2 separate regions of the Anas platyrhynchos genome follow, and region 1 is linked to region 2. A link is a contact called in public Hi-C data. All regions are on one chromosome and are shown on one strand. The core of a region is the stretch at or near the end of the contact, and the rest is flanking DNA. Distances in the headings are between cores, read along the strand shown.

Region 1 (6,343 bases), core at 79-2,578, 100 kb after region 2:
GAGAAGAAAGGAAAGTCACTGACAAGTAGTGGGAGGGGTAAGGTTGTAGTTAAATTTTTCAGAGGATGCTAACTTCCTTCCGAGAGTAATTTAAGCACATAACACTAGGAAAAACTATTTCCAAGTGATGTAATTTCCTTGCAGTAACTCTCTTATTGCACTCTGCTGCTGGAAACACTTCCTACGAGCTTTGCTGCTGTAATGGCTTGAGCATTGGATCAAGTGCAAGTGCAGCCAGGGGTAGCTAACAGCAGCGGAGTTGAGAACTCGTGTAGAAGGAAAATATTTGTATGGCTTTCATAAGCTCTGGTACTGCTCCCTCTTTGTTATTGCATATAGGGCATTTTAAAATTAAGCAGATGAGGCCTAGAGGTTTTCCTAACATGCTACTTACTAGATATGTTTAGCTGTTATGTTCCCAGAGTTGGAGTTTCTGTAATATAGTTAATTATTAAGTATCACAGTTCATTAATCAAATTTCTGTTCCAGGTTTTGGGAGCTCTGAAGTTACGTTATTGAGTAAAACTTTAATTTGTAGATACTGGCCAAAGACAGCTTCTGTTTTTTCATTTCCTTTTTCTTCACGCAGAGAGTACACTCATATTCTGTGGTGTCCAGGTTAATATTTACTTTAAAATAGTGTATGTACATGATAAATTTCGGGCATAAAGACTGCAACAGCAGTTAAGTTAGTCATAACTGCATGCTTCAGCACTCCGCCACTTGCACTACAAGCAGAAGATAGCATTTCATGATACTGGTGCATTGTTGCTAAACATTGTAATGAAGGCCTCTCGTATACTCTGGTTAAATGACTGTCCAGATAGCCTTAGCAATTAACAAACTAGCATGAGGCTTTTGTATTTCAACACTCTATGTGCATAGACAATATCAGCTAGCCACTTGTACGTATGAAATCTGTAAGAACTTCTCAATCATTCAGTTTTCCATTTATCAAACTGAAATTTTTAGTATGTGAATTTTTGAAATGTACAGTGAATAGGATGTTGCACTGGTGGCAATTCATCATGGAGCATAATAAAATTAATTTGACCCAACTAGCGTAAAACTGTGTGGTTTTTAAGTGCTAATTGTGGCGCAGCGTTTAAAATAGATGTACATCTTGCTTACACGCTTCAAAAGCCATTTTGGTTGCCTAGCCAAGTTCACGAAGCAGTAAATAGCGGCTGTCAAATCACAGCGGTTTTGATGTCTGGAAAGTTGGATTGTGCTAGTGAATAAACACAATGAGTAAGAATGTGACACCCCGTGCTCCTGGCACATCTGACAGCTGCTCAGCAGCTTCTCTGGAAACAGCTACTGCTGCAGGCAAGTGCAATAATACGGCAACATTTCAAGGTCAAACAAACAGGGCTCCATTAATCCAGAGTGAATACTAACTAGTTAACTCTTCGCAATGAATGCTGCGACTTAGGAAGTTTTTAGAGATGTGAATCCTTGTCTTGTATGCTGCAGTACTTGGGCTTAGGACACTTCAGCCTGGTTTCCTCTAAACCACCTGAAGTCTGGCATTTTGAGTTTTTATCTGGTGTGTGCTTTCTTCTGAAGCTTATTGCTTCTCTGGTGTTTAGGCTGTAAGTGGAAGACAAAGTTGAAATTGTTGTGTAGAGGGTGTGCTGATTAAGTATATAAAGTTCTCTCTGCTCCATGACATGAAGCTTAAAAAATGTATTTGCAGAACTTCTTTTTTCTTATTTTTTTTCTTTGACAGTGGTTGCTTTCCCAAGTAAGATGTATGTAAAGAGGAAAAAGGAGATGTTCTTTTGTTTATAAGACTTACTGATCCATTGCAACAGCCTCTATCTAATCATTAGAGGAATTCCTGGTCTAATTAAAGCTCCTGAAGCTCAAGTACAGCGATAAGCAGCTTTATTTATAGAAAAGTGTAAATGGGTTAGGGAAGCTTAGAAGATACTAAACCTCTCTCAAGGGCCAGAGCTATCCTCTAGCACAGCAGTAGGGATGCCTGTTGCTCTGTATTTGTTTGTTGCCTAAAGTTTTCTTGCAAGCAAAAAAGGCACAGGGCAATGTAAAGTGGAACAGAAGCTGCGGAGGTTTAGTGTGCAGATTTGAGATTGGTTCTGGGTGACACCAGCCCCACGCTGTTCTCTAAGGTGGTGGTAAAAGCATGAGGATGTCTGCACAGTTACAGGGGAGACTTGATTATATCAACTAACTACTACAGCACATGTATTTTTTGTTTGAAGAAAAAAAAACATTAGTTGGAAATCACTGGTTTCAAAAGGGTGAACACGTTGAGAAGAGAAATAGTATTGTTGCATCAATACTGAAATACAAATAGATGTTTTTGACAAATTTTATTTTGTGCTGAATTTTACAGTATTTGCAGAGCAACCTGCTCAGGTGAGCCTGAATAGTGATTTATCAGTTCTTCAAGTTTTTATTCTAGTGGGGTTTAGGGTAATGCCTGCAGGACTTGCCCATCTTTAAACAGCTTAATACGTGCTTGCACTGGAGAATCTAGGTATTTTACATTTATTGTATTCTATTGGTTAGTGCTGACAAACACAGTCTGTTTTACTAGTGATCTGAAAAGTTCTTAGAGTCTTTTTGGAGTGAACTTAAGCCATTATTTTGTGCTTTTCCCTCCCTGAATGTTAATTGTCTCTTCTGAGTTTTGTTTTTCCAGCATTATGAATTTTATACTTGCTACTTCAGGACTGGTGGTGTGCAAGGTTTTCTGAGAAAAAGCTTCAGAACTTATAAAAAATACAGAGGAAGTTCTATAAGAGCAATAACCAATGTTATGTTTTTGTATGCCCCAGCTGGGGGACACAATAGTATCTGGAGTTTAAGGCTTGGGAATAAGAAATATAATGCGTGTATCATATATCAGACACAAAGTATTTGCTTAAATGCCATCGGCAGGCACACAGAATCGCAGTTGGCTCTTATGAATGTTGATGCCAAAAACCAGGCAACTACCAGAGCAGCTGAGCTGGATTTGGAGCCCTCTGTTGTGAGGTGGGGCTATCTTGTATGCTCAGGGTTCAGACTGCTCGGAAGCTTGTGCCTTTTTCTCAGCCCCCACCTCATTTTTACTGGATGCTACCATACAATTAACACCTTAATCCGTACAGAATAGATTACTGAAATTTACCTTCTGTCCCCAAGATGTGTAAGAATGAGAGTACTTCAGGAGAACAAGCAAACCACTCTGGTATCTGTTATGTTAAACAGTGGTCAGGCCTGGATTTGATATTTTTTACTATGCTAATAGTGGATTATCTGGTACAAAATCAAATAGCAAGGTCTTTGTATCAAAATTGGTGTCCAGATCACTTAAAAGAGAAACTATAGACGGTGATACTGCTGTTGGGTATGCTTTTGAAATGGGCATGCTATTGATTAGTACTCAGGATTGCACCCAAGCCGTATCTGTGCAACATGTTGCCCTTTTCATATGTGAAATCAATATAATTCTTGGGTGAAAAGTGTAGCAAATGGTACGTGGACCTTTTTATTTCTCCACCATGCCTACATTTTGCCAAACAAATAATACATTTTTAGACATATTTCTAGATGACCTTTCCAACACTTGTGTCTGAGAGGCAGGCATACTGTGGTTTAGAGAGGGAACTACTGATTTTCTTGGCAGGAGGTCTCCCTGCAGACTCTGTGTTCTTAGAAAAGTATTTGAATATAGCACATTACGTTGGTGATGTGTTCCTCAGCCAAACGACCTGTCACATGTGGGTTACTGCTTATGGAGAGAATAGTTCTTATGATTTTATTAATAATAATTTACCATAGTTCTTTATGAATTACCCCAATTCTAATGCAAGCTATCACATAAAGCAGAATTCTTACCAGGCTAGGAAAAAAGGAAAGTTACCAACAGAATTAAGTCCTCAGCAAGGTGCCTGGGAAGCAGGAACATCCCTACTGCTGGGATTAGTGGCTAAAACTGAAATAAACACATACCAAGAGTGTTCAGAGATCTGGAGAAAAAAAAAAAAAAAAGAGTTGACTGCAACTCTGCAGAAGGAACTATAGAGTCCAGTAGAGCAAGACAAAGAAAAACATTTTATAATATCATTCTATAGTGTTTAAAATGGTTTCCTTTGTGTTATAATGTTCTCTCTGCCGGCATTGCAGAAGCTAGGATGGCTTTCTGCAAGATGGCTTTCTTGCTAAACGTCCTACCCAGATAATTTATCTTTTTCTCACAGATACGCTGTCCTATCTCAGCCCTCACTCCTCTCAGGCATTCTGGTCTTCACTACAAACGTCTTAACTCCTGAACATCTTTCCAAACTTTAACTCCAAGGTAGTAGTACACTTGCCTGAAAAATACTTTCAGCAGCCTCCACAGCATGTGGGTGCAGCTGTAATACATGAGCTGTTTCAAAGTGAACAGAAGTTGTCCTGCTGTGGACACCTCGTGGTAAAAAATGGTCTTCTCTATGTATTTATCTGAAGGATGCTCAGAGGTAGAGAGAGCTCTGTGTTGATTGCAGTCGTGGGCAGCGTGAGAGATGGGTGGCTGGTAAAAGGGCAGCTGTAATCCAAGCTGCATTTTTCAAGGAGTCAACCCAACATACATCTCCGTGGGCACAGAAAACAAAAAGAGCAAATACTGCTCTTACTTTGCCTTTCTTTCTGGTAGCCTGGTTCATCAAGTATGCAGACTCTAGGCTGTGGAGCTCAGGAAATCACAGGGACCACGGGCAGTGACTGGCCAGGGTGGTGATCGCTTCTGTGAGAGGAATCTGCCTCCTCAATCTCTGTCCAGTCTGGAGATGGTACCTGGATCTCAGATCAGTTTAGAGCAGTGTTCTTTGTACATCTATCTGTGTACATCACAGATGCTAGCTAACCAAGAAATCTTCAGCTACACTGTAGTGTAAGGTATTTAGTGAGACCTGTGCATTCTGCCAACTGGAATCACTGCACTGTTACCTGCAGACAGAAGGGACCTGCCTCCTGCAAGGCTGTGGCTGTGGCCCCCTGGTTGGAATCAAGTGCTGTGCTCATTGAAGTTGTTAGTCATGTTTCCACTGTCAGAACAGCCTTTCTGTGAGACCTGAAATCAAGGAGAATGAGTGAGGTACAAGATGAGATCATTATAGACCTTCATAGTTCCTGACCGATGCAACCAGACTCCTTTAAAAATCCCTTATGTCCCTCCCCAGACTGCTTTCAGCACTAAGCCTCCTGCCTTCAGCCCGCTCCTCACACGTCCCATCTCTGCACAGACAGAAGTCTAACCTCAAGCAGATCATCTCAGTGCTCTTTTGGAGGCAACTCCAAAGAGCAGTGCCCACCATGGAGGACTCAGCATGGGACAGCATAGTGTACAGAAGCCCAAAAGGAGCCCAAAAGGAGCACCCTATGGGCCATGTCCCCATGCAGCAGGCCCCACAGCTCAGATTCAGAAGCACCACCACATATTTTGGAGGAAAAATGATCCATGGTTTATGGTGTTGGTTATGAATTTGAGGTTTGGCTGCATTGTCCCTCAGAAATGGATGATGTTTTACTGAGGAAGCAGGGTGGGATTCATCCCACAATAGGCACCCCCACTGGTCCCGCTTGGTCACCCTTCAGAGACTGATCACAACAGCTCATCTCAGCTGACTGTAGAGTGTGGGCACCCACTGAGCAGGAGCATATGCTTTAAGGACTTAGATGTAGGTGTCTTACCTGAAGCCAAATCTCTCCCCACCTTGTTCTGTGCCTCGGTAACCCACCTGTATAATGGGGGTAAACACAGAGCAAAGTTAATGCAGATAAATACATATCACAGAGTGGGTGAGGTTGGAGGGCACCGTGGAGGTCATCTGGTCCAGCCCCCTTCTCACGCAGGGCAATTACAGACCAAGGGACTGCTATCCACAGATGCTGAATTTTTAAGTTATCTTGATTCCCAGATTGGAAATGCTGGGTAAGTTTTTATTATTATTTCTATTAGGCCTGATTTTCAGAAGTGGCAGATTGGGTCATGCTCTGGTGTTGCCTTGAAGCGTGCTTTTGAATTTAATCTCTTGTGTGATCAGAATGCAGCATGCAGTTCCCCACGGGTTTAGTTTTACTCAACTACCTACAAAAGATGTGACCTGCAAACAGCATTTGGGACTTGGAGCTGCAAGGCAGCTGCTAACCCTGTGGTTTACAAGCGACATGTCCTCCTGGGCTCAGCAGCACATCCTATGCGGCAGGAGGACCTGGCTCTGATGGATGGGGTCAGCAGCTTAACTGATCCTGAACACCGAGTGCTCCCTGGGGCAAGGCGCCCGTGTTCGTATGCCCCACAGCAGCTCTTCCCCTATCATATGGCCACAGAGCTCTGTCTGTGTAG
Region 2 (6,452 bases), core at 2,820-5,319:
AACACAGCATGGACAGTCAGAGGTACAAAATAGCATTTTCTGTCATCACTGTATTTTGTCCATATGTGAACTGCATTGTTTCCAGTCTGCCACTTGATTAAGCTGTCACACGTGGTAAATCAATAATACAGACTGTGCATGACCACAGAATTTATATAAATAACATGTTTTACTCCTCTTCCCCAAGCCCACTCAGATATGCAATGGCCTGCCCATGTTGTGGGACCCTCTCCCACTTCCCCCATCCCCAGCATATGATATGGACTTTGTCCCACAAGACACAAAGAGGCCCAAAGCCAGGTCTTCAGGCAAGAACAGGCATATGCTTTCCACCTGGAGTAAGTGGGTGATGGCAATGCTAGGGGAGTAGTGGGACCTACTAGGAGGGTGAGCTAATTCTTCTTCCCAGACAAGCTACCAGCTTCAGATTCTGTACCTGGGCTGAAAGAACGAACTCAGCCTTTAAGAAGTGAATACAGCTCACTTGCTAAACTCTGAAATACAGAATTTGAGACCTGCTGGTAGAGCAGCCGGTGTCTAACAAGAAGAGAGAGATTATGCTGCTTTATCACAGGAAACCTGCTGTCTTCATCCAATTTCTAGGAGGATGTCCAGAACCAAGTAAAGAAGGGCTAGGTTAAGACATTTGTTTTAAAAACAGTTGTGTGCTTGTGTGTTTGCAGCTGCTGTGATAAGTACTCCATGCTTCTGGTGCACTGTTTGTCTATTCTGAGGTAGGCATGGAAATAAATTACATGTTTTTGAGATGGAGCCATGTGTCCATGACTCCTGGTTTCAATACCTAAGCTGAGTAAATTGCTTAGTTGTAACACTGAGCAAGTTGCTAACATCTCCGCCTCAGTTTCCTTTCTATAAAAGGGGCAACTATCTGGGGATTAGTTAGTGATTGCATACCTGAGAAGAAGAAAGTACATCGGGGGGATTAATGTATTAACTGCATCCTACATACTACATCAGATTGCTGAAATCCTTTTAATCCATTCAAATGCATGTTTGAGTATAGCACAGTGCTGAAATAAAGCTTTTTTTGTTTGTGTGTGTTTGTTTGTTTGTTTTTTAAAAAAAGGGTATTTGAGACTGCATTTTTTCTTCAGAACATTGAGCTCTTCAAGCATGTGGACAATTAACATGAACCAGCAGAGCTGGAGCTGGTTGGAGGTTTTCCATCCCAATGTACCATCTGTAAGAACGGTTAAAGCATAAACGCAACCCACATTGTTCCAGCAACAGCTTACGACAGAGAAAAAAAAATAAAGGTTCATCTCCATAACCTAGTCAACTATACACAAATACAGGCAAAACACAACCTTTGGATGTCATGGAGAAAATCCTTATGGATTTATTCACCATAAATTCAGAAAAGTGCAAAATGTTTTCACTGCTTCCAAGCAATTTCTTAATGCTGATGGAAGGATACAGGGCTGCAGCACCATCCCAGAGCCAGGGAAGTTCATTGTTCCCCAAAACTTCACTCTTTAGGCAGGAACCAGAGCACTTCTTAACACAGAAATTGCAATTGTGGCAGTCAGGGTTAAACAGCATCCCTGCAGGCCCCTTGTTCTGCTTTTCATTCCTAATGCAACTGTTTCCTTCATAAAAGCTTTTGCACTTTTTTTTAAGGAAAATCTGACTTAATGTTCAACAGCAGCTGCTGAAAAAAATCCCTTCCATTTGAGAAATGAGTTTCCTGGCCTTTCTCCTGTAAACATCTTTTGCATCCCAGTCGCAGTCCCACTGAGGGCTCCAGTATTCCCAGTCTATGGCTGCTAATCCATGGAAGTCCTTAGCTGGGGTGGAATAGTTAATGTCACAGCTGCCTTTCTCCAGATGAGTTTGCAAACTGAAGTTCTGTGATCAGCCGCCACTAACAGGGATTTCCTGTAATGTGTACTGAGGATAATAGCCAAGCTTATTAAAATAAAATATGGTCACGTTCTGCCCTCTTGCTTTAGTTAATGGGCTCCCAGTTACACGGAACATTTTCAGGTTCAGCACTACCCTGAAGGGAGCACAGGTCTCTCGGTGCGTTCCAGGCAGCTATAAAACATTTCCTCTCCAAAACTGGTGGTCAGACTGGTTTCACGGCAGGAGAAGCCTGGAGGAGTGAGATGCACAGTCGGGCCAGGGGCTGAAATGTGAATGATGAATAGTAGTACTCCATTTCCAGGGACTGTTTTCAAGACTTAAAGGACAACATGACATGGATCTTCCAGTTTGTCTGTAAAACATAACAGAGGAGGCATTAATACTTATTCCATATACATCTATATGAACTGTCATCAGCCATATCTAAGAAACAAAGTGGGCATGATCTATACCAAACAAAGTGGTAGATTTTCAGAGTAAGATCTGTGTATCAGCCCACAGTAGCTTGTCTCATCAGTCCAGGTCTTACTGAAATCATGGAGGATGCTGCCATCACTGCAGAGGGCCCCAGGGTTCCTTAATGGCTGTGGCTGCTGTAGATGAAAAGGTTGATAAAGAAGCAGTTTCCTTATTCTTCAAGCTCTCTTAGTAATAATAAAAGCAACTATAAAATCAAACCTTAGCTTTTATCACTGTCTTTATACTTTGTGAACATCCCTGACCTGCCTAGTACAGTGTCACCCAGAGATAGTCCAAATAGCTCTAAACAAGCACACATATTTTACTCCCATAGTACAGTAACATAAAGGGATACAAGTTCAGACCCCTGACAACAATAAAGCAGATCCATGAAAGCCTGCTCTGAGCTATTTATTAGCCTGGCTGCACTCTCACATTGAGCTAGCGCCTTCCAGACCAGCTCTGGTAGCTCTGCACAGCAACCCATTGTGCAATGTGGACTTTGATGCCAAAGCCTGTGACCACTGCTATGAGCGGAATCATTAGTCACAAGGTCCCTGCTGATTATGTGTGTGTTAAGCAGAAAAAGATACCAGAAGAAGATCAAATATATATATATTTATATGTAAGAAGGAAGAAGAGAAAGAGTGAGAAAGAGAGAGAGAGAGAGATGACCATGAAGATGGTCATCAACCTGCCCACCACAAAAAAAATCAGCTTCTGACCAGTGGCATACCTGAACTTGGTTGAATCAGTGAGCCTGAGTTTTATACACAAGGGCATAGAAACCACTAAGAGCTTAAAGCATTTGTTATATCTGTACAATACCAGATTGGTAAACAGTAATAGAGTCTTCAGCTGTGTTCTCCTTTGCTCACGTAGCAAGTGACCTCTTATAAAGACGTTCCCGTGTACAACAAGGGTGTGTGTCTCTCTGTGAGGATAGCACTGCCACAGCTTCCTCTGCTTTGCTCTCTCACCAGTACAGAAATCACCCACTTGGTCTTATGAACCTTCCAACCCCAGGCTTCCCTTGCCTTCAAAAGCCTGCAGAAATCCCATGTAGCCATATAATCAACTCTGGGGGATGATCATGGATTTGTATTTGAGTCCTACTTGTTGTTCTTCTTCCTCAGTCCTTGCCTACCTGTTCGTTTCTCCTGGGACCGTGACTCACTGGAGGTTAGAACCACAGGTTTTATGTGGGCAGCCAGACTGCTACATATACTAAGGGGAATTACAACTGTATTCCTACCAGTCATCTGTATTATCCTTCCCTTATCTCAAACAACAAAAGCAACCAGATATATCTATGCACCTGGGACAGCTTTATGGGCCTCCCCACGCTCCTATTTATTTGCTATTTGCTAGGACTAGAAAGACCTTATCTCAGGTACCTGCAAATAAATAAATAAATAAATAAATAAATAAATAAATAAATAAAGTAAATAAAGCACATTAACATCCAAACAGCCAACCTAGATATTTTAATAGATACTTTTAGGAGATAGACACTGTGACGTCAGAGAGATCAGAAATGTCCTAGGTGCTCCTTCTCCTTCTGCTGACCATGCAGGCAGTTCCCAGGACACAGCAGTGCAGTGTAGGCATTGCAGAACTCAACATTTCATCAGAGAAATCTCACCTCTGGAGGCTTGCAGTTCATTTAGTGCAGAGGAAGCCCAGGTTTTCAAAACCACTATCCGTATATCCACAAGTAGCATGGTGACATTAATGGGCCTTTTTGAATACAGCTTTAATGAAAAATAGCCTTATTTGCTGAGTATCTTCTCTGAAAGCCTACACCATACCAAGAACTCAAAGTGTGCCCTGCGTGCTCCCCTCTGTCAGCAGAGACATCCCTGTGCCAGAGCATCATTGCTGAGCAGCGTTCCTGCAGCTCTCAGAGAATCAGAGCTGTAAAAAATCCTGCCAGAGGGCAGCACATCCCTACAATTATTTTTTTCTTGAATTGCAGCACTCACTTTTAAATTGCAGCGTGTTAAGTTGCCCCTTTGAGATCTGTGCCACTGTCCTGCCCCCCTGCTCCCGCATCTGTCACAGGCTGGATCGGGGAGGTGCCAACAGCAGGGTTGTTCCTGGAGTGATTTGCCCCAGGATTCAGGGAGGACTTCCCACACAGGCCCTGTCTGCCTTGATTTTTACATGCAAAGGCACAGCAAGCAGCAGAAAAAAAACGCCATGGGGGACTCTCACGGAAAGATATTTCTAGCTGCTCTATTGTTAAAGAGGAAACATTTACCACTTTATATTCCTGTGCAAGGGTAAATTGCTGAGTTCTGACTTCATTCCACTCGATGCGTTGAGCCATCACACAAGCACACACATGCTCCAGCTGGGAGCACTCTGAAGTCACTTGTTTGCAGCTTGCCGAAAGGAATTCCTGTGCCCAGGCTCTGCTCAGGATTTTTCCCTTTAGCCAGGTTTTTCAAATCTGCTTTTAGTACCCCAGGATGACAGCACACGCTAAAATGTTCTGCTAAGTTTGTTTTTGCTAAGTATGTCTTTCAAATGTATCTGTCAGAAGTGACAAAAAAAAAAAAAAAAACAAATAACAACAACAAAAAAAAAAAACAAAATAAAACAACAACAACAAAAAAAAAAAAAAAAAAAAAAAAACAGGATGAGCATATCCTTTTCTACCCCTTCTGCTAATTATATTTTCTGTAAACCAAGTCAATGCAGAGGCAGTCCGTGCTGGTGTCCAGCTGACCCTGAGAATGCACAGTGGGCAGCAATTCCCAGCAAAGAGAAGAAAGTGGAAACCATATGTCTTTATTAGACAGCATGCAGCTCTAGCTGGGACCAAGCAAAACCAGCTCAAAACAGATGGTTCAGATCTGAGCGGATATACAGGGTATTACTTAAACCAGATATTTAAACCACAGAATACTGCTGAAAAAAAAAATAATAATAATAAAATACTGACTAAATGGTAAAGAAACAACTAGGCATTCATCAGATTATGCAAAGCCTGTATCCTTCTCCCCCAGTCCAGTTAGAGCTGAGGAACGTACTTTCAAGCTTTGGTATTTATCTTGTAACAAAAATCCTACTTCAGAGATGTTACACTATTCTTATTGAGGGATTAGAAAAATCGCAGATGATAAATAAAGACAATGATCTTTTCTCCTTTCTGGCTAACATTGTTACACAAGATGACATTGACTCAGCACAACCCTGATGGTCTTAAAACAGGCTGTCTCAACAGGCCAGCCAGTCACTAAATACCCTTATCAAAGATGTGCATGGTTTATAAAACAAGAATTTTCACACCCACAGAGATCCAATAAAATCCTTGGATTTTTACAGAATAATCCTTTTGTTGACTTTTTATCAGCAAAGCTAAAGCTGATGCACTCAGAAGTCTGATGAACTGGAACAAGTTTTGTCCAGCTTAAGGCATGCTGCTAGAAGTGAATCTTGCTTCCTGTGCCAGATCTGCATTTGGAGGCAATATGCTTGGAGGCTGCACAGATGCCCGGAGGCTGGTGACGGAAGAGATGACCCTGAAAGCTCCAGAGACTCCGACAGCTTCAGGGAGGACAGAAAGGGAGGATTCATTACTGTTATCCTCTATGTTCCCTCATAGGGATGAGAGCTCATTAGACCAGTGCATCCATTAACCATTTGCCTGGATGAGATTTTGCAGAGTATCTCTGTTATGTTAGTAAATGCAGGGGACTATGCAGCATAATGAATAATAAAAATGGAGCAGGATCTCACCTCACTGCTGCCTGACGAACTCAGTGATGCTCATGACTGACTGTAGCTGAGACTCAAGCCCTTATAGTATAATGTTTCACTGATCCTGACGAAGGTGCTGAATCCAGAGCAGCATGAACTGTCATGGGACATTTTATAGTGTTTCAAACCCTGGGTAGGGCACCCTGACAATGCTACAAATGAAAGTATGAATCTGTTGCAGAAAAGGTATTTTCCGTAGCACCTGTGAGGAATAAGCTAATTAATGCATCAAAAGCTGTGATCCAGCATTTTAACATGCTAATGGCATGTTGGTATACAGATACTGATAGCAATTTTGCAGTAAATTTTAACCTGTTATGAGGAAAGATTGAGACTAA

What was found. A called contact is a pair of places that touch in the nucleus more often than the background predicts.
Region 1: a Hi-C map of skeletal muscle shows a contact between it and region 2, with 2.8 times the contacts expected there. The contact joins the enhancer-like site here to the promoter of HYAL4 in region 2. A contact is called at or near these places in 2 of 8 Hi-C or Micro-C datasets (skeletal muscle and subcutaneous adipose tissue).

What each region holds. Positions count from the first base shown.
Region 1 is chr1:23,406,708-23,413,050 of IASCAAS_PekinDuck_T2T, forward strand. WASL (WASP like actin nucleation promoting factor) reads left to right here. Exons shown (of 12, transcript XM_027458119.3): 12 at 1-1,058. Among named protein-coding and RNA genes, the nearest start is that of LMOD2, 23 kb to the right of the region's middle. Within about 2 kb of position 1,329, at least 2 of the 8 cell types and tissues checked have an H3K27ac peak or open chromatin away from gene starts, as enhancers often do.
Region 2 is chr1:23,299,708-23,306,159 of IASCAAS_PekinDuck_T2T, forward strand. HYAL4 (hyaluronidase 4) reads right to left here and starts at 4,070. Exons shown (of 8, transcript XM_005031695.2): 1 at 3,992-4,070; 2 at 2,031-2,082; 3 at 1,691-2,029; 4 at 1,556-1,689; 5 at 1,257-1,553; 6 at 227-229. The coding sequence starts at 4,070.